Regions from separate parts of the Mus musculus genome. Here regions 1, 2, 4 and 5 are each linked to region 3. The links are chromatin contacts, called in public Hi-C and HiChIP or PLAC-seq maps. All regions are on one chromosome and are shown on one strand. Each heading gives the region's core, a stretch centred on a gene start, on an enhancer-like site or on the middle of the called end of the contact. The rest is flanking DNA. Distances are from core to core; before and after follow the strand shown.

Region 1 (5,374 bases), core at 752-3,251, 360 kb before region 3:
CCAGCATCCAGGCTGCATATGATTTTTGGGTGAGCGAAGGCAAAAAAAGCAACAGTTCTGCTCTGTTTGAGACATGGAAGGTTGGAAAGGATCTTGGAGTGTAGCTTATGGTGTGATTAGACTGAATGCTTTCATGCTGAGTTTTCACCAAACTGTCACATGATCTCTGAGACTGCTCAATAGTTTTATTGGTCATGGGCAACACTTTAGGAAGCAAATAAGCAGAGCCTTATCGTCAGTCAGGATGCTCAGAAGGGCCCAGGCCCAAGGCTCCAAGGACAGTCTAGCCTGCATGTGTCCTCTGCCATTGCCACCTGTTTCTGTTTCATCCAATGGTAAGCTGATTTTCTATGCACCGTCTACTCACAGGTGGGTGGAGCAGCACAGCATTGTGCAGGTGATTGCAGCCTGGAGGGAGGGAGGGAAGGAGGGAGGGAGGGCACACAGGTGGGGTTTTTGGAGCTGCTAATAGTGACTGAGAACTTGCTCTTCTTACTGGATCTCTCCCTGCCTCTGTAACACAATGCTCCTCAACACAGAACAACTTGGAAACATAGGAACTTCAAAGACAACTGCATTTGATCTTTGTGATGTCTTGTTTCTAACTTTATGTTTTTGCCTCTGCCGCCATTTCTTCTTCCCCAATCCTCATGTGCATACACACATGCATGTACATACACACAGACCCATGTTTCCAATGTATGATCAAGACCTAGTCAGTCAGGACTGTCATATCAAATTACACAAAGTGTGACGATGTAAGACATACAGGTTATCAGAAGGATAGTATGTACTAAGAAGAGAAATGTTCCTTCAGAGTCCTGGATCCTGTTGCTCCTGTATGCTGATCTCATTAATCCCAGGAATGGTTTGTACTTATATCCCCTGGGCCACCTTTTAAGCCAAAACCACAGTGGTTGGTTCTATAGAAAATAAAAATCCATTTATTTATTAATATTAAATGCTGTCTGATTCCTACATGCCACTGGATGATGAGAGAGAAAAAGATTTACCACTTGCCATGTCACTAATTAGGCATGTGGTCTTGGGCACATTCAGTGACCTGACTGAATGTCTACTGTTGCCTCTTGTTCTGAGAATCAAGGAACTGCATGTAAAGATAATGCATGAGGGATAGCTTACATAGGTGGCAGACATGATTCCAGGAGGGACGTTCTCTCCATGACAATAATGATCAGAGTGAAGAGTGAGAAAGGAGTAGGTGAGACAACATCTTCAGGACATGAGCAGAAGCCAGACCTGGGCTACACTGGGCTACCCTGGGCCACTCTGGGATACCCCAGGCAAATGGTTGATTCTCTGAATGTTTCTGTTTCTTTATTCCTTTTTAAACAGGGCGCTATTTGGAGTTCTTATTGTTTGGGTAACAATTTATCATTTTTTCAGAGTCATCTCCTCTGCATGCTTACTTAGCTCTATATGGGAGGCCTGTAGAAAGGTCAGCATATGCTAATTTGCATAAGTCCTTGGGTAGCTGGCTGTCCTGTGAACTGCCATCAATGAGAAGATTTGGACTAGGGCCCAACTGATCTTTTGGAATCTTTTCAACACTAGGACAGTGCATTTATAGGTACCATAAAAATGGCCTTTCTAAATGTCTTTGTTCATACACAAGAATCACATTGTAAACACCACATGAGCTGGACTTACCTTAGTAAATACATCACTGAAAAAGAAAAAAAAAAGAAATATATCATCGTATTTCTTATAGCTGACACAGTAAACTCTTAGAAACATTGTGTATGACAGAGAGACAGAGGGTGTTCTCCACACACTGAGGTAGGTAGCCCTGGCATAAGTGACTGGTTCTTCCATCTGGTTTACCTCTAACCCTTCTGGATGAAGACACCAGAATGAAACACCAATTTCTTTCTTTCCCTTGCCAGTAGGATTTTGCAGGGTTCTTGCTGTATTGTGCATTGAGAGCCTTCATTAGCAATGCAATCGCTTCAGAAGGTGACACATGACTCATACAAGGTCTAGAAATAGCACTGTGGAAAATTGCTTTTATGTAATCTTTCTCGGCGTGTCATTTGGTGAGTGCTTATCATCCCAGCAGAAACAAGTGGGAAAGATCACATCTTGTGGGGCCTCCGGGGATGCGCTGGCTCTCAGAGTCAGGCCACTGCCTCACAGGCCTCTGCAAACCACTAGAAGTTTGGGAGCATTTTAGGTACAATAGAGTAGGTGAGGGGTCAATCTGCAAAGTCAGAACCAACCTTGGGTTTCAGTTCTATTGCATTTAGTACATGGGCTTCAATCAGGAGCTGCTCTTCTTCCTCCTCCTCCTCCTGCTCCTCCTCCTCCTCCTTCTTCTTTTGGTTCAAAATTAAATTTTAAATGTTTTGAAGTTGTGGTAATCTATACTTAACATGAAATCAATCAGTCCAGTTAGGTAAAGTACATATACATTATTGTGCTACCATCGTTACCATCCAGCCATCTGTTTCTGGATCTTTCTCTCTTCCTAACTTAGACTCTGTACTTACTAACCAGTAACTCTCCTCTCATTTCCTCTTTCCAAGAAGCCATCCTTTGTTGGTTGGATTTTGACCCTTCTGGGTATCTCAGGAAGTGAAGTCATGTAATAGTTGTCCTTTTGTGATTGGCTTACTTAACTTTGAGCACAACATGGTTCCCAACAACCTGTAGCATGTGTCAGAACTGAGCACTGGTAAGCAGAACCCCATTGGATTAGGCGCCACATATCATTTATCCATTCATCTATTTCATGGACACTGAGTTGCTCCTGCCTTTCAGTTATTATGACAAATGTTTCTGGGAATATGAATGTAACAGTTTTAATCGTTTCCTGTTCCCATTGTAAAAAAAAAACCAAACTCTTAAAATTAAAAGGAAAGGTCCCCAGATAAGTATGTAAACAATCTAGAAGGAGAAAGGACAGAAGCAGGTGGTCGCCCCCATCCTAGGATAGTCACAGGCAAAGTTGGGGAGGGGAAAGGAGTAGGCCTGGTTGTAAACAAGGGCAGACAACTGCATGAGTGAAAGCAGATTTTTTAAACACTCATTGGAGGTGTCACAGGCAGCTTGGAAGGGACTTTGAGAAGCTAGGCCAGGAGCCTGTGGAGGTGGCTTGTATGTAAGATGGCTTTCTATGAAAACAGGGTGGACCTGAGTCTGAATCTCCAGTAAGCACACAAAAAAGCTGTGCATGACTGTGCATGCCTGTCCCTTTAGCACTGGGGTGGAGACAGACAGATCCTGAGAGTTCTCTGACCAGCCAGCTTGGCCCAAACTGGTGAGCTTTTGATTTATGGAAAGGCCCTGTCTCAGGAAATAAGGTGGGTAAAAGTAGAGGAAGAAATCTGATTGGCTTTGGCCAATGCATTTGATGGGCATGTCTGCATTGGTATAGTATGTGCTGCTCTCACATGCACACACACACCCGGGGCAGGGTAAGTGGTTCTGGGAAACAAAGAAAGCACGCAGAGGAAGCACACAGGTTGTCCCCTCCATTTCTGGATGAGTTCCTACCATACCAGTTCTGCTGCTTGTCTGGCTATGGTCCAGGTACAACATAAGTGTAAGTATAAGAACACTCTTATGACATCAGAGACTTCTGGGCATGGAGCTGTTCTGACATGGCGAGGAAGAATAATTTTCTTTTAGCTTTCTGGATTCAGTTGGGTCTTGAGCGCCAACTCAGACTCTGGAACTTAACATGCATCTCCTTAGGGACCCCAGAAGATGCTGTGTATGCTGGTTCCGGTTCTGAGGAACCATGGGTGAGAGTATTCGGAGGGAATGGGCCTGAAAGTTATGGTCATAGCTCAGGATGGTGACTTTCTGTGCTGGAAGTTGTCTGACATGGCCTTCCCTTGTTGGCCCACACGCAGATAGCAATCCAAGGATCCTCCTCTTGCTCTGTGTTGCCACTGGCACTAAGGAATGACCAAAGCACGCTAGATAATGATTAGTCTTGGAACGATTAGCATCCTATGTACTTGGGTTAAAAAAAAGACTTATGTAACGGGTGTTCTACTTTTTCCTAGAATCTTTGCCTCTCTAAGGACTCCCTATTGCAAAGTGAAAAAAGAGAAGGGATCCAAAAAATTCACTGCACATTGCAATATTTGGTTAGCACCCCTAGCCAACTGATAAACACGCAGTCCGTGCTCTGAATCCTACAGGAGCACACCCAAATGCTTCTAGGGGCCCTTTGCAACATAATTGCTGACCCGTTGGGCCTGGATTTCAAGAGGACACATTAGTTAGTGGCAGAGTGGTGTGTGACCAGTGATGGGGCTTGGCTCCATGACAACTTGGAAGGCTTTGCCTCTGATTTGGAAAGAACAGCAATCTGTGTTCTGAACAGAGAGAGGGGAAAGAGGACAGAGTTCTCGGCGGAACACTAATGAGAATAAGATGAAACCACTTCAAAAAGAGGCCCAGTCAGTGGTAGAGGAGTGTGTTGTCCATGTGGCTGGTTGATGGTTGACATCTCCACAAGGTCATGGTCATATCTAGAGCAGACTAACAGGGATCAATGGGAGGACCACATTGAGTGTCCAGGCAGCTGCCATCAGAACCTGCATGCAAACATAAAAGCGTTTTTGTTTACTTGTCCAGATTTCTCAACATTTTGATCTCTGGCTCCTATAGGCTTGAGTAGTAGCAGACAATGTTCAATTCTCTGTATGTTGGACACAAGATATTCAGCAAGAAGAGTGAAAATTTCCTCCAATGATATGCACATCCATAGAAAAAGGAGGCTTTAGCGATGGGGTGGGGGCAGTGGAGATATGTTTTATAGAATGTGATATGATCTGATGGGAGGGGGTGTCTTATTGGGCCTATGCTGAAGCATCCACCCAGCCCACTGGAGGTATCAGCCATAGAATAGTATAGAGTGAAGTTTATTAGGGACATGGGAAGGGAGTAGAGGAAGAGACAGAAAGGGGACAGAGAAGAACAGAAAAAGAGAGGAGAGAGAAGAGAGAAAGAAGGGAAGAGGCCAGATGGCTTGGAACATGTGGGATGGGAGAGAGAGAATAGGGAGAAAGGGAGGGAAGGAGAGGAGAGGAGAGGACAACACACACACACACACACACACACACACACACACACACAGAGAGAGAGAGAGAGAGAGAGAGAGAGAGAGAGAAAGAGAGAGAGAGAGAGAGAGAGAGAATAGAGTCTTTTGAGCCAGGCTAAGTAACTGTTGGGTGGAGCCCAGAGCAAATGTGATGAAGTGGATCTAGGTATTATTGTACCTGTCTGATTTTCTACTTTCTCATTTTACAGTGAGGTACAAGTGAGGTAGAGGTGGAGGTGGAGGTGGAGGTGGAGGTGGAGGTGGAGGTGGAGGTGGAGGAGGAGGAGAGGAAAGGGT
Region 2 (6,013 bases), core at 743-3,242, 420 kb after region 3:
AAGAGACTATGGTTAGGTAAGAATAAAGCATTCTCCGTTAATATTGTGTAGCAACTACATAATTCCCTGACTGCAGGTCCCAGCTGGAGAGCCAGTGGTGTGGTCATGGCTGGAGTCTCACCACTATTTGTATTGGCCTTAGATGAATGACCAGGAACAAATGCTGGTAGGCAAGGAAGTAGATTTAACTAATACAGAAGAGGAAAATAATTGTCTTTTTTTTTTCTTTAAAGAGTTTTCCTAATTAAAATCTCAAAGTTTTTGAGGTCTGGAGAGACACTAGCCACCACAGATTACAGAAACTGCAAAGTCCTCACACCTGATATTCATGGCTTTCAGCCAGAAGCCACATTCTGAATGATTTCGGGAGCGTCTTTCTGCTGTTAAATGTCAGCAGCCATTTTGCCTTTATTCTGAGCTTCCGCTTTGAACACCGATGAGAAGGCGTCCGGCTTCCAGTATGGCAGGCAGGTGCTTGCTTCCATCTTTGCAAATGCCTTTTTTTTTTCCTCCTCAGATCAATTACCTGTTCAGCATTTAACCTGAAGAACTGACTGAGAGTCTCCACTATTGGTGTGTGGTCAGTACTGTCAGAGGAGCAGAGACTTAGAAGTGCTGCCTAAAAAGTTTCCTTCTCTTTTTTTTTCCCCCCTTCCCACCTCTGTCTCCATGGAGATGAGGTCAGAGGCCACAGGGAGCTCGCAGAGAGCCAGCAGCTGAGAATGAGAAGGCTCACTTAGAGAGCTCAGCTGAAAGCTATAAACTCCTTTACAAAGACCAGCTGAGTCTGTTGGCCTCCGCATCTGAGGTGCTTTTTACACTGATAAATAGGGGACTTTTTGTTTTTCTCTTTTGGGGTGTAACGGGGGCGAGGGGTGGGGGGAGAGAAGAGGTACAGCTGAGTAAAAATCAGGTTTGTCTTTACAATTAAGCTTAGTCTGTCAATTAATGGAGGAAATAATGTGTAAATACAGAAAAATCCCTTAAGAGGTGGATTTCATTTACTTAATACCTTTAAATAATAGTGTGCGTGAAAAACTAAACAGTGATCGCTCGTGTAAACCTCTGTTCTTTCAAGCTGGCTGTTTGCATACTTGAAGAAAAAAAATATATGAGCATCTTCATTGCATACTGCCAATTGTGAATGATTTTACCTGATGGAACATCGTGTCAATGCAATTCAAAATTACTGGGAAAAACAAACCTGAAGGTATAGGCAGTTGTTCTCGCCCCATGAAGAAGTTCCACAAGTTAAGGTATAGTTTACGGTCGCCCTTGTCTTTCTTGAACTGTGGCCACTGTGTCTGAGTTCTCTCCTGACCATTACAGGAAAGGACAGGGGGACTCTGAAGAGGGAGAGAGGAAGGGAAGCCAGTAAGTAATTTACTTTCTATGGCTTGCAATGAGTCACCACTTAATATGTCAAAAGGCTTTATCATTTTTATTTATTGTGTCATTTTTCACATAAACAGCTAGACATTTATTAAAACAATATAAAATGTAAATTTAGGTTTGAGAAACCCCAAGCGAGTCCTTATGAAAAGAAGATGTAAAGCAGCCCAGGTTTCCCTTTTGAATATGCTTTTTTTTTTTTTTTTTTTTTTTTTTTTTTTGCCACACATCTTTAAAGCTCACAGCTTATAAAGTCATCGTTATTCTCAAGGAGGTTTGCAAAACTCTCATCGTGTCTCTAACATTAAACAAGCCAGTTGTTAGCTTTAGCCTTCAGTCACACAAGCACTCCGAATCTTCTAGAAAGTTGTTTCAGCGAACATCAGAACCACAGTCTCTCTAGCTGCCGTGAGATCTCTCTTTCCCCTGATCTTCTGTCTTGGTACCCCCTCCAAATCCCCGCCAGCCTCGCCCCTCACCCTTTCTTTCTCCCGTCTGTGCTGAGCCTTCTCTGTCCTGGGCTGAGCCCTCTCTGTCCTGGGCTGAGCCCTCCTTTTATCCCACTTCCCTCTGCTCTCAGAAGTGAAACAGAACATCGTGTTCCCAAGCTGCCCAGCACACATGCCTCAGGATGCTGCCAAGTTCACAGCTGACCAATTGGCCTACTTTAGAGGGCTTGCATTTAGAAGATTTACAACCTTTATTCCCACTGCCCATCCTCAACCCTCATCCCCGTAAGCGCAATAAAGACTGTGTCAAATGTACTGATAAATCAAGAGCTCTTTGGTTTCGTTGCAACAAAATGGGCAGGCAGTTCTCTTCCGTGGCTTGCAGCCCTGCGGTTCACTCCCGAGGAAATGGAAAACATTGGCTGGTGTGGTTCACAGAGACGTTTGGAAGCAGCTGCCTCTGAATTCGGAACTCATTTCTAAAGAAATATACTGATGAAATGAGATGGTTTTCAATCAGGGCAAGGGGCTATCCATCTTTTAATTTCTTTCCAAAAAACAGGCTCAGGCAAACTGGCCTTCTTCCCATTTAGAAGACGGGGTTGGGCCTGCCTTTTCCACCGAGGTCGGGATAGGCAGCTTTGGTAGACGTTAAGTACTTTGAGCACCCTTGTTTGGCTTTTCAGTAAAGACCAGTAAGAATGAGAATTTAATAGAGTTGTTTTGCTTTGGTTCGGTTTTGGTTTTTGTGTTTCTAAGCAGATAAAGGAATTGTTTTCTCTTGGAGCCGGTGATTTCTTATTTATTATCTATCTGGTACAGTTCATTAAAATCTATTTTCTCTTGAGGGCAGACCCAGGTTTTCATAAAGCTGGTAAAACATGGCACCTTTGTTATGAGCAAGGATATTAAATTAGGCTCAAGAGCGAATGTCTATTTTAAAATAAATAAGAAAGTCACAACTTCTTACAAATAATAGAAGGCACCCAGAAGATGATACAAATAGTAATATAAATATAATAATATAAATAATTGGCATTAAGTAATAGCCAATGGTTTATTACAGTTTAACCGTTCAGCTCACTTATAAATTTGTTGTAATACTTTCTCATCTGTCCCTTCATGGCACGACCTGTAGAATGCTGTTTCATGTAGAGAGATGATTTCTGCCTTTCTTTCGGCAGAGTAGATGGAGTTTTTACATTTTATTTGATTTATGTATTTATTTGGTTATTGGTGGATTAGAAAAGGTCCTTTGCCTTCAGAACTCACTAGTCATGGCGCAGCTGAAACGTCTCCCGGGAGCTCCAGGGTGCTTCTTTGGAAAAGTCCCTTTGATCTCTCCGGGCAGAGCTCCAGACACCCTTTGGCCATAGCTTCAGTGACTGGCTTGGTCTTGTTGGGTGACCTCCGTGGGAGAACAGGGCACAAAACACTTGTGGCAGAACCTGGGTCTGGAGGCCCTTGGCAGAGTGGTGCCCATCTCACTCCAAGCCTTCTTTGATGGTGCCAAAGTTGGATTCCAGACTCTTGGGCAGGCACAACGTGGTAGAGGGAAGCAAACTGGAGGGAGCTCTGGGGGAACACGCCTGTCCTGCTCAGGCTGATCCCTAAGTGGGACATGTTCTTTATACCCATCCTCCTATCCCAGTCACTGACAAGGGCACATAGGACCCGAGGTGGAGAGCATTGGAGCTATTAAATATCACAAAATCGTCCTCTCTTCAGTGCTGGTCATATAGTGGTTGTTTCTGAAACTGAACTTGGGATGGCATTCTCTAGAGGAAATGCCTCCTATTTAATCTGAAAAGTTTAAGTTCCATAAGAAAAGACAGAGCTGGCGAGATGGCTCAGTGGGTAAGAGCACAGACTGCTCTACCGAAGGTCCTGGGTTCAGATCCCAGCAACCACATGGTGGCTCACAACTACCCGTAATGAGATCTGATGCCCTCTTCTGGTGTGTCTGAAGTCAGCTACAGTGTACTTATATATAATAATAAGTAAATCATTAAAAAAGAAAAAAGAAAATAAAAAGAAAAGACAATGGTTTTATCTTCCTGTTAAATTCTCATTATTTGGACAAGTAAGAGGTCTTCCTCTGAATGTGTCTCTGTTTGAAGAGGGGACCAAAATTAGTTAACAAATGTGTTTGTTTTCCAGGGTTAAAACAGGGTGGCCAACAGGAAGCCACTAGCTGTTGCTCCCTCAGGTCTTCATCCATTCTAGTGATACTTGCTCTTACATCATTCAAGCCGCTCTCCACTGGGGTGGGACTACAAAGCAGAGTTTAAGCATTTAATCACTTGGCATTCATAGTCAGTCCATGACGGCCCAAATAGTCAAATGTCAAGGCTTTTAGCCTGAGACTTTTCTGGTTGGGGCTGTTAGTGCCTGAACTTTTTCAGAGCCAAAAAGGTTTTGACCCCCTTTTAAAACCAAAGTTGATGATATTAAGAGAAGAATCTTGAAAATTCAAACATGTCTCCTTGCTTCCGGAGGAGGCTGAGATGATCCTTTTTTGACCCACGAGGAAAAAAAATAAGTCAGCCTGGTCGGTATGGGGATTATTTAACAAGGCTGAATAACACAATACGGCCATCTACACTTACAGATCTCATGAAGTTCAGAGGTAATACCATGTATGAGTGAGTACATGAACACATTCGTGGGCACATGCATTCTCAAACACACACACACACAAATGAAATGTACCAAAACAAAGTTGTCCCTCAAAATAAGTATCTTAGTCTGTTTTGACTGATATTTTTTTTAAACTATCATAGATGGAATAGTGACATATAAATAGGAGAATTTGTGTCTCACAGTTCTAGAAGCCTTAGATGGATAGTCAAAGAAGACAAATACTGATAGATTTAGGTTCTGGTTAAGGCCCTTTTCCTAGTCCACAGAGGGAATATCACTGTTCCCTCACAGGGCAAAATAAGACAAAGGTTTTATTTATTTATTTATGTATTTATTTATGTCTCTTTTGTGAGGACTCAACGTTCATGAGTCAATCTCCCGAAGACTCAGTTGGGTGAAGATTTTTAACCTGTGCATTTTAGGAGGATGTAAACCCTTCAAACCACAGCAATAAATTCTGGGATTTTTTTTGCCCCGTCTACTGTTTTTATTGCTCCATCATCTCCTATGTGTAGCAGGATGATACCTGGGGTCTCTGTCTCTGTAACATCGGGAACCGCTTGCTGTGTGTGGTGAGAAGGCAAACATGGAGAGCCAGACAGTTAAAACCATCTTCTAGGGGGAACTTGACACCTGCCTTGTGCTGAGCACCAAGTGGGAGCTTGAAGAATCCTTAACTGAAACAGCTCAAAGGCATTGGCTCTTAAACTCTAACTGCCTGCACAGGACTGCTAGAGGCAGCTCATCTGCTCCCTTGTTCTTATTCAGCACACAGGAGAGAGACCACTGCTCCACATAAAGCCCTTTTCTCAGAGGTGTTGGTTGACAAATGAAACAGCCCTCACTCTGGAGGAGAGGATGAAGTTCACTAGACAAGGCAGGTGGTGTAATGGTATAACCAGTTACCACAGAAGATGAAGGAGGATCCAGCATTGATTTTTAGCTCTGAGGTCAGAAATATAGCACGAGTCTCGGCTCTTCTTAGGATCTCGCAGTGCTAAAGCTAACATGTCAGGCAAGCTGCGCTCTCGTCTGGAACTGCGATCACATCCCAAGCTCACATGGCTGGGATAGATTCAGTTCCTTGTGATTGTAGACCTAAGTTCCTTTGCTAATTGCTGGTCAAGGAGTGTTCTAAAATCTTTAAAAAAAAAAAAAGGCATGATGTATTAAGAGCTATGAAGACTCAGAAAAAAGACAGAAGCAGCTATGTCTAGTGGGATAGTGTTTGTTTAAAACAATGGTTTTTAACCTTCCTAATGCTATGACCCTTTAATACAGTTCCTCATGTTGTGTTGACCCCCAACCATAAAATTATTTCGTTGCTTCTTCATACCTGTGATTTTGTTGCTGTCATACATTGTAACATAAATATCTGATGTGACCCCTGTGAAATGGTCATTAGACCTCCCAAGGGGGTTGAGACCCACAGATTCAGAATCTTTGGTTTAAATGAAAGGCAAAGTTTGAGCTAGTCATAGAAATGGGAAGTTTGAGTACTTTACCACAAAGGTGTAGCTTATCTCTAT
Region 3 (5,592 bases), core at 1,128-3,627:
CATGCTGCCTGCCACAACGCCTTCTTAATATAATGGATCATATCCATCTTAAATTATCAGTGAACATAAATCCTTCTTCCCTTGTGTTGCTTTTGCTAATCATTTTTTTCACAGTGTGGAGAAAACAACAGATATAACCATAAACTAGCACATGCCAGTTTCTTATGAACACAAGTGGCCAGTCTTTGCCTATTCCAAATTAGTAATATGCTCTTAATTTTTACACTTAGTGGACTATAGTTAAGGAACCGCACTTTGAAGTCAAGCAGAGAGTTCTTCAAATTAAGAGCCTACTAGATCTCCAACCTTGAGAACACTGCACACATCCTGGGGGGGGGGGCAGTTTTATTCATCTCATTTTATATAAGGCTCTTCATGGGTGTGGAAATGAGAAATTGCTCTCTGGTGCTATTCTTTTCTGCACTCTTCTTATTGGAACATTTATAAGCATAGACTCTACAGGAAGACATTAAAATGGTAAAATTATTCTGAAAAATTTTACCTAAAATAGAAGCAAGTAAACATAAGAGAAGCAACGTAAGTAAGTATGCTTTTAGTGCACAAAAGAGACTCCTGTGGACATTACTCTTTTCATGTTTGGATGATGCACCTATAGCTTGAATAGTCTTCATCTTCTCCATTTTCCAGGTAAACATATGGCCAAGGCAAGATGGGAGATTTTAGCTAAGATCCCATAGCTTGTCTTTGGCAAAGCTGTAACCGGTATTCAGCTCTTCTTGAAATTTTGTGGGGTCAGGTGGAACAACTTCAGCCCCCATACCTTAGCAGGACTTGGAGAAGGGCAACCTCAAGTGACTAACTCAGTGGCTGTATTTTAAGCCTCTCTCTTCCTTTTTGGTTTTGCTTCCTTGCTGGGGATTGATGATGGAAATTATAGAACCCTCATTCCAAACCTTCAAAACTGTCTGATTATGTGCCTAGTAATAAGGATGTATGAAAAAAACCTTTATTCTGAATGGATTCTAGAGGATATAGAATTGAAACACAACGGCAGAAATCTCTCTGTATTATAAAGCCTCATTTGGGAAGAAAGGGTTGTTTCTGACTCATCTTTGGATCCAAGGATGACTACAGAGCCTGCCATGTGGGAAGCACCTGTGTGGTGTTTTGAAGGATCCTACTGGCAGCCCCTGTGATGATTGGTACCCGTTATCATAAACAGTCAAGCTGGAATAGACCAGACATCAACTGTCACAAGTAAATACGTCTCCTGACAACTTTGTGCGTTCTGTTCTAAATCTAGAGTGCTTACCTGGGAATGATAGGACAGATCCCAGATGTGTCTCCATAGCCTGGGAGACTCCCTCTACTTGGTACACAGAGGCAGTTGCTTTTGCAGTTGTTATGATCTGAGCTAGAGCTTCAGGTCTAGTTCATCTCCATGGAAAAGTAATTTTATTTATTTATGTATTTATCTGTGTGTAGGTGTGAAGTTATATGCACCACATGTCTCCAGGTACCCAGGGAGGCTAAAGAGAACATCGCATCGCATATATTTAAATTTTCTGGTAGTGTAAGCCATCCTAGGTAGGTACGGAGAACTGAACTCTGTACTCTGTGATGGACTAAGCATCCTTAACAACTGAGCCATCTCTCTAGTCCGGAAAAGCACATTGAAATAAAAGAACACACAACTACATCTCTTTGGAGTCTCTGCTTGCCTCCAACCTTGCCATGGAGGATGCAGGGAAAGATAGTGACTTCCGGAAGAGTGAAGAGCCCTCAGTATCTGCTGAGAGAAGACTGGCATTTGGTTTCAGTCTACACGGTCGCTGGAAGTTGACCTGGCTTGTCTTTTACTCCTAAGCTCACTTCACACACTCCAGATTCTATGTCAATATCAGCAAACAATTCCTGTTGCCATTTCCATTCTTGTAAAGGAGTTAAATTAGAGTGGAGGGGTGAAGTAACTTGCCTGAAATCATAGAGAGTGAGTGGCCAATGTCATTCTTCACAGCTACACTGCCACCACGCAATGTTGGCCAGGTGAGAGATGCCCTGCCCTTCTCTTTTCTTATAAGAGAAATGAGGGAGGAACACTGACTGCCTCAGACTAGAAGGAAAGGTAATTTGGAAAATGCAGGAAAACGCTCATTTCTCCAAGCATTCCGGCTCCTTCTGTTCTCTTCTGTCCCTCACATAACCTGGCAAGGGGAAACATTGCCTCTTGAGCAATCCTGTAGAAATATAAAGCTGAAAAGAATATACCTCTCACCAGAGCCAAAGATAACAAGGCTGATTTGTTCAGACTTATTATTTTGTTTCAATAAAAGATCTGTCTCTGGTTTCCCCAGCAGTCCCACAGAGCCAACCCAAACTGAAAAGACACGCAGCTCAGAGAGTGCAACCTCATTGTTGAAACATGACAGATACTTGAAGAATCAGGAAATTCCTTCTGTATTTAAATGGCCAGCTCCTCAGCCAACACAGTCATGGGTGAAAGAAGACAGCAATACAGTTGTGGCCTGTGAGGCACACAGTGGGGCTTCATGCCCCTGTAGGAACGGATACCCAAGTCTATGCTTGCCAGCTGGCACACATGGTCCATTGACAAGATATGCAGGGCCTGGCCTTCCAGCTTGGAGCAACTGCTGGCAGAACACTGTGAGCATGTCAAAGGAAGGGTGATTTTTTTTTTAAAGGCCCATCGCTGGTTTTGTTTCTTTAAATGGTAGCCACCAAAAAGTTGTGCAAACACTTCAGCTGCGGAATATTTAATCTGACATTTGGCATGACTCCTTTGTTGATCCAAGACAAGAAGAATGTGTGTACGCTCTTAGTTCCTTCATTGCTTACTGGAAAAAAAAGAAAGAAAAGAAAAAGAGAGAGAGAGAGAGAGAGAGAGAGAGAGAGAGAGAGAGAGAGAGAAGGAAAGAAAGAAAAAAGAAAGAAAGAAAGAAAGAAAGGAAGGAAGGAAGGAAGGAAGGAAGGAAGGAAGGAAGGAAGGAAGGAAGGAAGGAAGACAAACCAGATAGGGCAGTTTTATGTTCCTCCTCCTCCTCCTCCTCCTCCTCCTCCTCCTCCTCCTCCTCCTCCTCCTCACTTTGAACTGGGTCTGTAGCTGGATGTAGTCCTGGTTCCCCAGAAATGGAATGATAATTACAGACCGCAAGTAGGGAGATAAATAGTTATTTAACAAGGTGGGTGGACTTGATGCCTTTCCAGAAGGGGCTGATAAAAACTTTAGGGGGTCACCATAACTGTAGGAGGTAGGCAGCTCTTTCTTTAGAATCTGGGATTTCACGGTTTTGGAGCCTCTCATGGAAATATTACCCAAAAGATTCCTCCTTTGTTTTTGGTGAGAAGGAAAAAGCAAAACCCAAACACCAGCAAGAAGAACTTAGTGGGAGTGTCCTACCTGCTGCACTGGTCACACAGTTTGCTGCCTCTGCTCTCCAATTGCCAAGGGGAGACACTCATTCTACTCCTTCTAAGTTGTTTTATTGACACATTGCTTCCTTAGAAAGTGCATCAGTTCTGGATTACCTTTAATTAAAATGAAACAGTTCCTAGCTCTACACTAATGAGAACATGGTCCACCTAGAAAAGTCAGCTCTCCCACAAAGCCTAGGTAGCAGACAGTTCTTTCTCACTGTGTGGAGGGAAAGGACCAAGTCCTGAGCAACATTGCACAGGAAAGCACGAAACTTTCCAGATGCTTCTCCACTAGAGCATGGGAGCGGTTCATTGACGTCAGAAAACACAATTCACATCCCATCCTCTGCAGGCAAGCCAGTCATGCGGACTGGACTCATACCACAAGCCAAGGAAGACAAGCTATTCATCCTCCACCTCTGAATTCTCAGTGGCAACCACTCTGACCTAGAGCGGCAGCTAATATGATCTGTGTCAGAACCAATGATAAGAAGGCTCTGTGCTGTCACTTAGCGCTAGATGATGCAATTCTGAGTCAACAAATTCCTAAAACAATATTCCATTTTATTGTAGGATGGATGAAGCTGGACAGGCAGAGGAGAGAATCGGGCAGAGATATGCAACTAAAGAAAAAAAATCAACCAAAGACCCTGACACTGCAAAGAACATTGCAGACTGATAAATCTGGATATTTCCTTAGTTCTGATTCAAGTTTCCAGGCCACATTCCAAACAAAAGAATTTATCTTTGTTTTTCATGGAAAGTTAAAAAAAACAAACCCTTTTAAGAATAATGTCCATGTTTGTGCTTTTATGGTTTTAGAGTTTGAATAATTCAGTTTGATGAGAAAGAAACTTCTAGAATTCAAAGAAAAACTTTATAGTCAACAAGCAAAAATGGGCCCCACAGTAGGAAATGGCTGTAACAGTGGGTCACTCGGGCAAACACTATTTTGATTTAAAATAGATATGCAAAAAAACACTACTTACTTTCTTCCTCTATTTTGGAGGGTTTTTTTTTTACATTGAATATTTGTTTTACATTTATCAGGAGAGTGACAAATAAATAAATAAATAAATAATAAAAATAAACTGCATTTTTCCAAACTTTCTTCTGTTGGATATGAGCAGTCAGTGTATGGCATAGTCTGCAACATTTGCTATACATTTGAAAAGACTAGAAGAGAATTTAAGCTTCTCAATATATTTAATAAGATAATATATTTAAAAAGCTGCAAAGACTGGATAGCCTGATTTGATCATTAGTGTGTATAATACTATACGTCTATGCAAATATTATGCATAAATTTCAGATAAAAAAAATCTATGCATTCTTTGTCAAAAAACCTAACAGAGTGTTTTTTTTCTGGCAGGGTGTTCCTAAGTCCTGGCATGAGGTAATTCTGAGTGTCTTCACTGTGACAAGGTACACTAAGTCAGAAGACTGCTCTGAAAGCTTTCCAGAAGTTGTTCTTCTCTAAACAGCTTAAATGTGTTCTTCATCACCTTTGTCAAGTGTCGCTCATGTTAAAAGACCTCAATGTCATGTCTCAAGAATGAACAAGTTACAACTAAAACTCAAGTGTGGGTTGTTTCATAGAAATCACTTCTTGGAGTTTCTCAGTCATCTTAGTGGTCTGGTGCCACAAAGAGGGCATTAAGGCATTTGTCAGTAAACAGTTTGGAAGCCCCATAGGGCTTGACAAATCCTCTTAGGTTTCTTACTATTACCTATTGCAGGTGTTGAACAATCATTTAGGGCATAGACTGAAGAATAATGGCATCTCGCATGCTGACTCTACTTGACTTGAAGGAGTTTCTGGAATGTTCTGTTGAGAGGTTGTAGAAGGTGTGGGTGCAAACTGATTAACAATGGCTGTCACTTGTATAATGCAGTAATGTTGATAACGCAATTGGTTTTAAATTACAAACTGTATTGCAAAATTGGACTAGACCAGTTTCTACTGGTTACAAACTGATCAAGGTATCTTTCCCCCAGGGTTCAGATGGTGACTTTCTAAGCCTAACTCGGGGCAACTGGCACTATTCCAGTTTTCATTTGCACATGTCTCTGTCCATGTCTAGATGCTCCACGGTCATTTACCAAGGCTGTAGGAAGACCATGATTTTTACTGAGCACTTCAATAAACCAGTTAAGTCACTGTGACACCACCACCTTCCTTAGAAAACCATTGCT
Region 4 (6,143 bases), core at 1,908-4,407, 340 kb before region 3:
TCACACGAGTTTTGGATTCAGAGGTGGCGCTATGTCTTGAAAGCGTATGCGTTTTTATTGGCTCTCTGAAAATTGCCCCAGATACAGCAGTCATGTTGCCCGGGACTGTGAAGTCCAGAAGAAGCAGGAGATGAGAACGTCAGATGGGTCAGATGGGTCATAGGTGTTTGAGGAGTCTGCAGTTGGCCGATATGTATAGGCCCATTTCTAAGGCAAAGGCTATATCAATGTCTATATATCACAGGATGAACCTGGATTTACTGAACTATTTGTAGGGGATGTGTAGGGCTGAATTCACCTACCTTATCTGGCAAGGAAATGACTGCATGTCTCAGTTCCCTTATGATTGAGAAGGACAATGCAAGTAGATCTGGCCAATGGATTTTGAGCAAAGTGACATGTGTCAGCCTCAAGTTGTAATATTTCACACCAGCAGATTATTTTCTAGAGCTAAGACCATCATTGAAGATATCACATTAAATCCATCTTCCAAAATAACAAAGATTTTCACTTTCTTCATCTCATGGCATCTTTAAGAATTTCTATTCCTGGGGGCTGGAGAGATGCTCAGTGGTTAATGGCAGTGACTACTCTTCCAAAGATTCATGGTAGCTCACAGCCATCTGTAATCGGATCTGATGCTCTCTTCTGGTGTGTCTCAAGACAGCAACAGTGTACTCACATACATAAAAACAAACATATCTTTTTAAGAAAAGAATTACTCTTCCTACCAGGACAGAGCTCTTTAGATAGAGGACTCAAAGCTCTAGCAATGGGATAACTTTTTTCATGTATGGTTGTTCTTTAGTTGGCCATATGCCTTCCCTTCCTTTTGCCATGGTCAAAATAATTTTATCAATGACACCTTGGGTATGTCAGCCTCACATCATTGTCTCTGGTTGCTCTACTCCTGGATGTACCTCAGCTTTTCTAGGGTTGCTCTCTGGTCCTATGGAAGGTTTTGCCACTCTAGGACACAGCCTGTAGATTATAGGACACAGCATACAGTTGGGGGTGTTACCAATACCAGCACCCCACTGCCTGCTACTAGCACTTCGGCTTTCTCTTGTGGATAGATGCCTGGCCTGCATGTCTCAGTCCCCTTAAGATTGAGGACATGGGATGAATCCCCAGGTTGGGCAGTCTCTAGATGGCCCTTCCTTCAGTCTCTGCTCCACACTTTGTCTCTGTAACTCCTTCCATGGGTATTTTGTTCCCCCTTCTAAGAAGGACAGAAGTATCCACACTTTGATCTTCCTTCTCCTTGAATTTCATGTGTTTTGCGAATTGTTTCCCGAGCTTCTGGGCTAATATCCACTTATCACTGAGTTCGTATCATGTGTGTTCTTTTGTGATTAGGTTACCTCACTCAGGATGATATCCTCCAGATCCATCCATTTGCCTAAGATTTTCATAAATCCATCATTTTTAATAGCTGAGTAGTACTCCATTATGTAAATGTACACATTTTCTGTATCCATTCCTCTGTTGAGGGAGATCTGGGTTCTTTCCAGCTTCTGGCTATTATAAATAAGGCTGCTATGAGCATAGTAGAACATGTGTCCTTATTACCTGTTGGAGCATCTTCTGGGTTTATGCCCAGGAGTGGTATTGTTTGGTCCTCTGGTACTCAGACACTATTGTGGAGGCCAACAAGAGCTTGCTGACAGGTGACTGATATAACTGTTCCCTGAGAGGCTCTGCCAGTGCCTGACAAATACAGAAGGAGATGCTCACAGCCATCCATTGGACTGAGAACAGGGTCCCCAATGAAGGAGCTAGAGAAAGGACCCAAGAAGTTGAAGGGGTTTATAGCTTCATAAGAGGAACAACAATTTGAACTAATCAGTACCCCCAGAGCTCCCTGGGACTAAACCACCAACCAAAGAGTACACATGGTAGGACTCATGGCTCCAGCTGCATATGTAGCAGAGGATGGCCTACTCGGTCATCAATGCTAGGAGAGCCTCTTGGTTCTGTGAAGGCTCTATGCCCCAGTATAGGGGAATGCCAGGGCCAGGAAGTGGGAATGGGTGGGTTGGTGAGCAGGGGGAGGGAAGAGGGGATAAGGGGGGATTTTGGAGGGAGACCAGGAAGGGGGACAACATTTGAAATGTAAATAAAGAAAATATCTAATAAAAAAGATTGAAAAGGACAATACAAGTAGATTTGGCCAATGGATTTTGAGCAAAATGACATGTGTCACTCTTAAAAGTTGTATTATTTTATGTCAGCGAGAGACCCTGCAGAGCTGTCCCTTCTCTCTTGAGAATATGTAAAATGGGGATTTGACTCTTATAAACAGAGCCATTCTATCAACAGATGATAAGAAATAAGAATTGCTTGGTTACTATGGTTTTAGAGTTGTTATTACAGTGAAATTTAGCCAATTTGGGCAATTTATCTTAATGTGTCTGCTTCCTTCTCCTTATATTGTTTGAGGTAAAATACAGACTTGAGAGCATTTAAGAGCTGAGTTCTTGGCTTTTTTTTTTTTTTTTTAGAATATTCCTGGGAATTCCTTGTCCAGTTCATGGTCTCATGGGCATCATTAGTATAGCCCCAAACCTACATGCATGTTAAGACAAAATATGTTCAACCTCTTGAGCCTATGTCAGCAGGTGTGCCAACATTGCTTGTAAGCCTCCAACGAGTCCAAATATGTGACTCAGAAGCAAGGGTTAACTCGCTCACAAGAAAAGGCTTTCTGCATGCTTTGTTTCCATCTTCTTCTAGAACATGGCCTCAATGGCTGACCTACTGACTCCCCCTTCCCTGGCAAGCCGTGCACTAGCGGACTGCCCACCAACCAGGCAATTGAGTTGTTGCGGCCTGGCCATCCTGTCAGGGTGCTCTGGGCTTTGGAGCAGAGCACTGTGATCAGCAGACTTTTAGCACAAGGCTTCGTTTATTCAGAGCCCACTGTTGGCAGTGCAGTGAACTGCTCTTTTGTGAGACTTAGGGGGTCACAATTGGTTTTCTGTTCCCTGATGGACATAATAAAGAGGCAGGGTGGCCTCTTTCCCCTTGTCCAGGACAAGGAGTTGGGAGCTCTGCCTTCTGCCTTCAGCTCCCCCACTAAGGGACTTTCCCCAGCCACCTTGCCAAGCCTCTGTGACTCAGCCACTTTCTTTGGGAATTGAGGATGATCTGATTTATTCAAGAGCTGTGAGGCATGCTTGAAAAGGCCGTTGAAAACTGCAGCTTGTGTAGAATGGCTGGCCATCTTCTATGGTTTGGAAACTGGCACAGAGGTTGGGGAATTTCCCTTTCTTGTGTGGAGGTCTGTGGTTTTCTGTGCAGAAAAGTAGGGCTGGCCTGGTGTAACATTCCCCTGATCCCTCCTACTTCCTCTTGGGACCTGTGCCCTGTGATCAGAGCCTGTGCCCTTTGTCAGAAGGCTGTCAGAAGCCATATGCCCCACCATGCTAAGCTGCTGCTTCTCCTAGCTTTCAGAAAAAGTCACTTCTAATTTTAAGAATTAGAGCAATGTTTTAGACAGAAGGAAACGCAGTATGTGAAACGTTACACAGAGAAACAGTTACCCTTGAACACAACAGAGGACATAGAAGCACAAACAAGCCAGTTCCCACACAGAACTTTAAAGGATCAGCTCTAATGGGCTAGAGGGACACACAGCCACTAACTGCTTGGTTGTTGTCTTTCTAGCAGGGATCTGCCACAGTAGAACTAAAGCTACATAGTTGCTCTAAGGAATAGAGTTGATAACTAAAGAAAGGAAGGAAAACAGAAAGAACCTCTTAATAGTCTGTAATAGTGAGACAATCACCCAACTAATGACCTGTAATATTCAAGTAAATTCTGGCTTCTCATTAACCGGGGGTTGCATCTGCTGTGCAGTCTCAGTTAAAGAGAAAACAAAGTCTTTAGCTGAATAAGCAGGAAGTTATTACCTTCCATAGGTACCCTGGAGTCCAACGATAAATAAAATTACTACTATATAAAATTATTGGAATGTTACATTAAGTAAATGGAAAGTAATGTTGCATATGATATATTTACTGAAGATATTTTGTACATAGCAAAAAAAACTTTATAAAAGCTATTTAGATATTTTAAAATGTGCCCAGAGTGAGGCACAGTGAAATTCATGATAATATTTGAAACCCATAGGGTTTTATAATATAATTTACAATTAGAAAGGAAACAAGACAAGTCATAATAAGGTCCCAGTGTGTGTCTATGGGTAGAGGCATAGCACTCTGCTTTCTTTTCTTCCCATCAGCAGGCACAGCGACCTGTATGTAGCAAGTGTTGAACTTTCATCAGTGGTGGTTTAGTTGAGTTATATCCAATCCATCAGGAACAGGCTTTCTGCCAATGAATCTATGTAGATGTAATGACTAGGAAATATACAATCATTTCTGTCCTTGGCTTTACACCCCATGGCCTGATCCAGCTTCTTTTCATATATATATCTACAGGTTTCTTAATGGAATGCAATGTAGGAATTAAGAATAACATATCTGGAAAGAGGGGACTGGATGGTTTTGGTGAGAGATTCCTTTATTTGACATTCTTAATATACTGTGTAGACAGTTGGATAGCTATCTCTCAGTAGAAGTCTTCTCCTGGAAAAGAGTAATGAAGGGAGAATGGTTTTACCTGAATACAATTAGCTTCATGATATTGGAGACAGAGGGCCACATGGAAAGAAATGCTTTGCACTTTACAGAGAAGGTATAATATTTGGGGAACATGAAGATGGGGATTCAGGGAGAGAGAGAGAGAAGGAGAGAGATAATGGATAAATGGACTTTTTACTGAGAGGACCACAACCTCACCCCAAGCACCCCAGAATGTTCAGTCATGATGATGAGTGACTGAGGCCTCAGAGAAAGTTCACTCAGCAACCCAGCCCTTAACTTGGCTTGTCTCCCTGGGTAAAGTTGGGTCCATCTGGCTAGCACAGAGGATTCTCTTTGTGAAAGAGGAGTTTGTTTGTCTATGGTCTGGTTGTGTGTGGCACACCACAGCCCCTTCTGGCTTTTCATGAAGTAAATAAGAAGCACAGAGAGTTGTTGGGATGTCCTATGTCATTGGAGGGAGGGAATAGAACTTCCACTGGAAGTTGACAAGGACTGGGCTAAGCTGCCACATCCCTGAGTTTTAGCAACATGAAATAACTTCTGCTATGACAACAACAGAAAATGTGACTCTTCCAGTGTAGAGGCTAAGACCCGCTCCCTGAATGGACTGGACTGGGACTTAGACAACAACTTCCTTTTCTTCTTCTTCTTCTTCTTCTTCTTCTTCTTCTTCTTCTTCTTCTTCTTCTTCTTCTTCTTCTTCTTCTTCTTCTTCTTCTCCTCCTCCTCCTCCTCCTCCTCCTCTTCCTCCTCCTCCTCCTCCTCCTCCTCCTCTTCCTCCTCTTCCTCTTCCTCCTCCTCTTCCTTTTCCTCCTCTTCTTCTTTTCTTTCTTTCTTTTTTGAGACAGTGATTGTCTGTGTGTAGACCTGGCTGTTCTGGAACTCATTCTGAAGACCAGTCTAGCCTCAGACTCAAAAGATCCAACTGTGTCTGCATCCCAAGTTCTATAATTATCCATGCATTTGTTGAAATTCATAATCCAAATGAAATTTTGTGACAAGGTAAAAGAGGCAACTCAGAAGGCAGAATAATAAAGGAAAGAGAACTTAGCATTTAAAGGTTCCTTAGTAGTGATTTTATTAGTGGTGACACATGCTGTAAAGTGGTAGAGGTGGGGCATCTGCTTTTAAGTGTTCAGCTTTTAGCAGCAGGAATAATAGTTCCTAAAATATTAGATCCACACTGTTACATGTCACGGCACTGGGAGAGTGAGTAGTAAGTGGTTGTTGGAAATTCTAAGCCATAAAATGTCATGTTACACATGTGGAAAATCTATTCTCTCAATCACTGATAAATATTTGTTACATACATAAGTAAGTTTCAAATGGTCTTTGGTTAAGGCACAGGCTAGTGTGTTTATCTTCATGTTATGCATTTTTCAATGCTGAGGATAGATTCAATCAATGAATTTTCCACTTAGAACATCTGGTATTTTTTTCCATGAAGCTTGTCATCTAAACACAAGGTGACAAGATGAAAATATACTGTTACATGCCTTTTGTCTTGAGGTCTTGGTTTGTGTTCTGGGTTTG
Region 5 (5,801 bases), core at 2,605-5,104, 390 kb before region 3:
CCATCAGACATTCATTTGAATCACAATAGAAGAGCTGGAGCCAATAAGATAAATGTGGACTGACAAGTGGCTTATTTGACTTAATGTGGAAAAATATAAAATAATGGGAACTAGGTCAAAAATGGCAAAAAGGATTAGTGCTTAAATAGAGACAGGCTGCGGCGAGACAATGAAGGACGAGGATCTGGCAATAATAGTGTCTGTAAACTCAATCCGTCAGCTCCCTGTGTGGCAGGCATGAGGGGACCGAAGGAATACTAGAATGAATTAACAGTACACAAATGGAAAGGAGAACGGGGCTGAAGCCCTGTGGAGCTGACGGCCTTGTAGGACAGGGAGGTGAGCAGGAGACAAGGCCACCAGATGAGGAGGAGAAGGCAGAGGCTTCTTCTCCATCTCTGTGATGGTGGTAGGTTGGCATGAACAAAGCCTCTGGACACAGAGTAGCAAACAGAATCACGGGGGAGGGTGGGCTTGAGACCTGAGCTGTCATGAGGATGCACATTGGAGCCTTAGGTACCATCGCCCATGAGTTTCTTGGGTACTCTGATTTGATTCCTGTGAGCCTTGTGGGCTGCCTGTTCACTGCTAAGTTTTATTAATCTCATTGAAACCAGAGTCCAGGAAGGGGCCACCTTTTTAGTACTGGGACCCTTTATCTCCTTAATATCCTCCTAAATTCCAGAGAACCCAGAAATGCTCAGATGTCTTTTGAACGGTACTGGTTCTCCAGTATTTGCAGGTGGTTTTTTATTTTTTATTTTTATTTTTATTTAATTGGGACACACACCACCTGGGTTTCAGAATGTAGCTGGATGCCTTTCAAGGTTCTCTGACCTTCAATGGCATTGTTTCTCTCTTCCCCCACTCTCTCTGAATTGTGTATGTGCATGCACGTGCTCACATACGTGTATGTTTGTCTACCTAATGGTTGCATGTCTACACTAGAAACCTGGGTGGACTCTGTCTACTTACTTAGAAGAACTCTATGTGTAGGGAGGTGTCCTGTTAAAGCTCACAGTGTAGTTAGGATTGCTGCAGGAACAGGGCTCTGGACAGCACAAAGACAGCCATGGCTTACATATAGACACAGCTGAGCTCTGGCATCTGAATTTAAATGCAGCTCTTCCTAAGCACTGGAAGCCAGCTTGTTGTCCCACAGGGATCAGAAAAGCTAAGTCCAGAGGGTGCCTTTGTCCAGTCTATCAGTAGGGTTGAGTGAAAGCTCTGAGATCTCTTGAGCACTACCTCACTCAGACACACATAGGTCCACACTAATGGCGGGAAACGAATTCTTCTGGGCCACTAGAGACGCCCGTGGTGTCCTCTGCCATTATCTTAGTGTGGGAGCTCTCAGGTCCATATGGACATATTGCATCTCTATTGTAGCATGATGCTGGGTTACAAGGCATTGTAAGCTTTCTTTCACATTTAATATTCATACCGTTGCATATGATTTTGCACACTTCAAGGCATCTTCGTAATATATTGTGTCCGTAGACTGCTTCCACCAGCTTCATGCAGCTAGGCAGTCTGCTTCAATCAGGCATGCCTTCAAATCACATCAAAGTCAAGCTTTATGACGCATTGAGGCAACTTACTGAGAAGCAGATGGTGTCACATTAGTGATGTTTTATTGTAACTACATTAAGCATTCCTTTAGAAAGGAAGGATAAGAGGTGTCCACAGTGCAGGATGGAATTCAGGAATGGGGAAGCTCTTGATGAATGTAACAGTATCTCACACCCTGGGGGCTTACTAGGGAGAACAGTCCCTCTCTTTCTTTGTGTTTATGTAGAACATGTGATTTACAGAATGCCCTGAAGGCCATGACGTCAGATTCATAGGTGAATTCAGTCCGGTCCAGACTCTGGCACCCCATCTCCTGTTTAGACATCTCTCTCTCTCTCTCTTTGGTGACCACACATTCATATAGAATTCAGCTTGTCTAAATAAGACACACCTATTTATTTATTTATTTATTTTTAAAAATATTTTTTATTACGTATTTTCCTCAATTACATTTCCAATGCTATCCCAAAAGTCACCCATACCCTCCCCCCCCCACTCCCCTACCCACCCATTCCCACTTTTTGGCCCTGGTGTTCCCCTGTACTGGGGCATATAAAGTTTGCGTGTCCAATGGGCCTCTCTTTCCAGTGATGGCCGACTAGGCCATCTTTTGATACATATGCAGCTAGAGTCAAGAGCTCCAGGGTACTGGTTAGTTCATAATGTTGTTGCACCTACAGGGTTGCAGATCTCTTTAGCTCCTTGTATACTTTCTCTAGCTCCTCCATTGGGGGCCCTGTGCTCCATCCAATAGCTGACTGTGAGCATCCACTTATGTGTTTGCTAGGCCCTGGCCTAGTCTCACAAGAGACGTCTATATCAGGGTCCTTTCAGCAAACGCTTGCTAGTGTTTGCAATGGAAGACACACCTTTTTTTGATTGCTTCTTCTCTTGAACCTTAATCCCCTTGAAACACCGGGCATTTCTCCCAGTTGTCTCTGGACCAGCTTGGGCTTGAAGGATGTCTAGGTTTGGAGGAAATAGGAACAGGGTCATTTGTGTTAGAGAGATAAAGATGTGCAAAGGACCAGATGAACAAGGAATGTGGAATAATCAGGAAATGTAAAGTTAACTCTTGCTGGGAGGTGGGAGGGCTGGCCAGGTTTTCCAGGACACAGTGGTGGTCTGCCTGAGCATCTTGTTTTTGAACACTTACCAGAGCAGCCCAAGTCAAAGTGAGGAAAGTGATAAGAACCAGATCACAAGGATTTTGTCTGTCATACCAAGGAGCTGATGTTTGTCCTCAAAGTCAGAGGATCGTGTGGTGTGTTTTTTTTTAGAATAGTGTGACATGTTCATATTTAAATTCAGAAAGACACACCAGAAAACCAATTTAGTGGGATAAGGTTGAGAGCAGAGTGGCCAACTGGGAATTGGGTTCTCAGCTGCATTGATTCTAGGTAGGCACACTGAGGGTAATGGGTTGAAGTGAGGACAGCCCCATGAAGAGATGCTAAGGATATCGTAACAGTAGTATCCAGTGGCCATAGAGGATGAGCTGGTGGTGAAGGGGGAGATACGCCATAGGTTACTGGTTTGGGCAACTATGGGATGTGAGACACTCATCAATCTAGAAGGTCAGCAGGCTTGGGGGAGTCTGAGGACATTTGCCTAGACTTGTTTTATTTCCTGACATGGTATACATCGTGTTTTGTGCTGTGTTTTATAACTCATTCTCTTTATATTTGCCATGCTCTCTCTCCAGATGGATTCTGATTCTTCCAAGGATCAGGATCACAGCGACCAATGTGCTTAAGCCCCAGCATCTTTAAGTCATTATCACACCTTGAGGGGGTCACATCACTAAACACAGGGACACGAGGCCCCCAGCTAAGCACCATGAACAGCTGTGCACTGGATCATTTGTACTGATGGGGATGGCAGGACCTTTGCACTGGGACATGACTTCACCCTGAAACTTTTCCCCTGAGGGGAGCTAAGCCCCCAGGCCGAGGTGGCCTTTCTGGGAAGCAGACCCACATCTCATGTTGGACAGCAAGAGGCTGAGGGGCAATGGGGTGATAACCCAGGCTTTGGGGGTCTTTCTCTCTCTCTTTCTGCTCCGCAGAACCCCATAAATCCTTCAAAGAGAGTAATTAATTTTCCCCAGCTAAAGAGTGTCTTTTGCATTCTTGAAACAAATGAAGGCGAAATGTACAGAGACTTCTGGGAAAAGCCAGTGTGGCGTGAGCACAACCGCTGGGTGTTCCTATGCAGTGGAGTGGCCTTTCTTCCCCTCCCCTGAATGGTGTTCTTTGCTCTCAAGTTAACTCATGCACTGGATTCAGTCCAAGTACATTTTGTTTCTTGACTGGAAGCCAGACTTCTCACAGTTAGGGAGCATTCTCTTCTCTACTCCAGTCTTTCCCCAGACTCACTCTCATCTTATGATCATTTCAGCTTTCCTATGGGGTTGATATGATAGTGAGGAGAACCTACTGGCTTAGGTAGATCTTCCACTTAGACCGAGACCCCAGTGTCTCCAGCCAGTCCTCCACTCCGAGTCAGTCTGCTTGGACAGGCTGCTCTGCAGGCAGCAGAGGCAGAGCACTTCTGAACTCTGCCCTCTGCAAATGCTTTCCAGATGTGTGAACCCCTGCCTCCCAATTCACTCTGACTGTAGCCCTGCCAACATACATCTGCAGATTCCGAGTGCACAGGAACTTGAAAGAGGAGCCTCGACAACATCTGCCGCCTTTCCCTAGCTCTGCCTCTTGGCCTTCTGAGACATTGCCCCATATTTCATCTCCTCCCTTACAGCAACCCATTCAAGAATGACCCTCCAGATCTTCTCTGTTCACAGAGGCTGGTGTGTCGGTCTCTCCCCTAGCCCGTCTTTGGTTGGCTCTTGGGACAATTGACTGATATATCACCAGAAACATCAAGGAAAAGTTTGAACTCCCCAGGGGAGGAAGAGCTGATCTTCCTCTCCTGGGCTGGTGACAGTCCTCAAACTGTGAAGGGAGGGTTACCCATGAAGAGGCTAACACAGAGCCCTATAAATAAATAAATAAATAAATAAATAAACTCCCAAGTCTTCGGTAGAAAGATGGGAGAGACATCCCTTCTTCAAAGGCAAACAAGTTTGGCTTCTAGAAAACTGAAAGTCCTTGTGTGCAGAATGAGTGTTCCCCACCCTCACCCCCTACCAAACACACCCCTCATGGCATGGTAGCCACTGAACTGAGAGATCAGATGAAGACCTTTTCAGAATTCCAAGGAGTGAGGAAAGAGCCAGGCATCCTTTCTGTGAAACAGCAGATGTTTCCTGGGGCCTTCACTCTCCCTAGGGAGTCATCTGATGGCTAAAAAAATAGATGCTCAACCTTAACTTTGCCTTTGATCATTACAGACCCTAAACTGTCCTCCTACATTGGGGGCGGGGCATAAACCCTAGGAGAAGAAAGGCTGGTAACATGTGAAAAGGGACAGAGAGCAAATGGGCCTTCAGGCTTACAGTTTGAGAAGGAAATAGGTCTAAGGGAGACCGTTCCACCTATGTGGGACTAGATCTCAGCCAGAGAGGCCTATCTGAGTTTATAAAGCCAGCTGTCTTAAACATGGCATTAGCCCAATGACAGGGACAATGTGGCCTGAAAGATCACTTTTTGTTTTGCCCTCTGGATCTGTGGGGCACTTTAAATAGGTAACAATTATTCTCTGCCTAAGTAGTCCTGGGCACTTTGTTCCCCAGAGTATTAATTCATAGACCTATTATTTAAAACAAACAAACAAACTACAAACAAAGCCAAAAAGCAAAAAACAACACCAGTTTTATCTTTAAAGCTTTGGAATAGCAAGGTGATGGGCTGAAGTTAGGTTTGGAGTTTCCTTCTTCCCCAACGTCTTCCCAGAGAGCTAACTCAAGGCTCCATGGCAGTTCTACCACCATGGCAGCGATTTTCTAGAGAACAGAAGAGGCTACGTCCTCCAAAGATGTAGAAGGAAGAATGAGCACAGGGTGAGGCAATCTTTTCTGCTGCAGGATAATTTAACCACTGGTTGCTTGGTGAGCTCAGTTATCCTCACAACCTCTTAAAGAGAAGAATCCAAATTGCGTGGGTGATGACTGAAAATAATCCTGGGCTGGTGAAGTTGGATCTGACCTGGGAGGAAATACAAGTGAACCATGAGGGGCTGGAGAGATGGCTCAGTGGTTCAGACCTCTTGCTGCTCTTGCTGAGGACCTGGGTTCAATTCCCGGCACCTGCATGGTGGGTCAATACCAT

The links. A called contact is a pair of places that touch in the nucleus more often than the background predicts. HiChIP or PLAC-seq counts read pairs in DNA pulled down with a chosen protein or histone mark.
Region 1: an H3K27ac HiChIP or PLAC-seq map of heart atrium shows a contact between it and region 3, with 8 read pairs. The contact joins two enhancer-like sites. A contact is called at or near these places in 1 of 15 datasets of contacts at CTCF or cohesin (the NIH/3T3 cell line) and 2 of 115 datasets of contacts at active chromatin or transcription factors (fibro-adipogenic progenitors and heart atrium).
Region 2: a contact with region 3 is called in a Hi-C map of uterus, with 4 times the contacts expected there. The contact joins two enhancer-like sites. A contact is called at or near these places in 3 of 484 Hi-C or Micro-C datasets (bone marrow-derived macrophages and uterus) and 3 of 115 datasets of contacts at active chromatin or transcription factors (embryonic stem cells, neural progenitor cells and oligodendrocyte precursor cells).
Region 4: a Hi-C map of the C2C12 cell line shows a contact between it and region 3, with 1.9 times the contacts expected there. The contact joins two enhancer-like sites. A contact is called at or near these places in 1 of 15 datasets of contacts at CTCF or cohesin (the NIH/3T3 cell line), 2 of 484 Hi-C or Micro-C datasets (both in the C2C12 cell line) and 4 of 115 datasets of contacts at active chromatin or transcription factors (the NIH/3T3 cell line, astrocytes, neural progenitor cells and 1 more).
Region 5: a contact with region 3 is called in an H3K27ac HiChIP or PLAC-seq map of heart atrium, with 8 read pairs. The contact joins two enhancer-like sites. A contact is called at or near these places in 4 of 484 Hi-C or Micro-C datasets (the C3H10T1/2 cell line, MC3T3-E1-derived osteoblasts, embryonic fibroblasts and 1 more) and 2 of 115 datasets of contacts at active chromatin or transcription factors (heart atrium and neural progenitor cells).

What each region holds. Positions count from the first base shown.
Region 1 is chr13:102,592,463-102,597,836 of GRCm38.p6, reverse strand. No RefSeq gene overlaps it. Among named protein-coding and RNA genes, the nearest start is that of Gm29927, 2.8 kb to the right of the region's middle. Within about 2 kb of position 2,001, at least 25 of the 459 cell types and tissues checked have an H3K27ac peak or open chromatin away from gene starts, as enhancers often do. A contact at or near this core is called in heart atrium, where this site is marked.
Region 2 is chr13:101,808,125-101,814,137 of GRCm38.p6, reverse strand. No RefSeq gene overlaps it. Among named protein-coding and RNA genes, the nearest start is that of Pik3r1, 43 kb to the right of the region's middle. Within about 2 kb of position 1,992, at least 107 of the 459 cell types and tissues checked have an H3K27ac peak or open chromatin away from gene starts, as enhancers often do. A contact at or near this core is called in oligodendrocyte precursor cells and uterus, where this site is marked.
Region 3 is chr13:102,229,491-102,235,082 of GRCm38.p6, reverse strand. No RefSeq gene overlaps it. Among named protein-coding and RNA genes, the nearest start is that of Gm36703, 120 kb to the left of the region's middle. Within about 2 kb of position 2,377, at least 83 of the 459 cell types and tissues checked have an H3K27ac peak or open chromatin away from gene starts, as enhancers often do. A contact at or near this core is called in the C2C12 cell line, the C3H10T1/2 cell line, the NIH/3T3 cell line and 3 more, where this site is marked.
Region 4 is chr13:102,570,540-102,576,682 of GRCm38.p6, reverse strand. The region is part of intron 1 of Gm29927 (a long non-coding RNA gene); the gene reads left to right. Among named protein-coding and RNA genes, the nearest start is that of Gm29927, 19 kb to the left of the region's middle. Within about 2 kb of position 3,157, at least 145 of the 459 cell types and tissues checked have an H3K27ac peak or open chromatin away from gene starts, as enhancers often do. A contact at or near this core is called in the C2C12 cell line and the NIH/3T3 cell line, where this site is marked.
Region 5 is chr13:102,623,769-102,629,569 of GRCm38.p6, reverse strand. No RefSeq gene overlaps it. Among named protein-coding and RNA genes, the nearest start is that of Gm29927, 34 kb to the right of the region's middle. Within about 2 kb of position 3,854, at least 134 of the 459 cell types and tissues checked have an H3K27ac peak or open chromatin away from gene starts, as enhancers often do. A contact at or near this core is called in the C3H10T1/2 cell line, heart atrium and uterus, where this site is marked.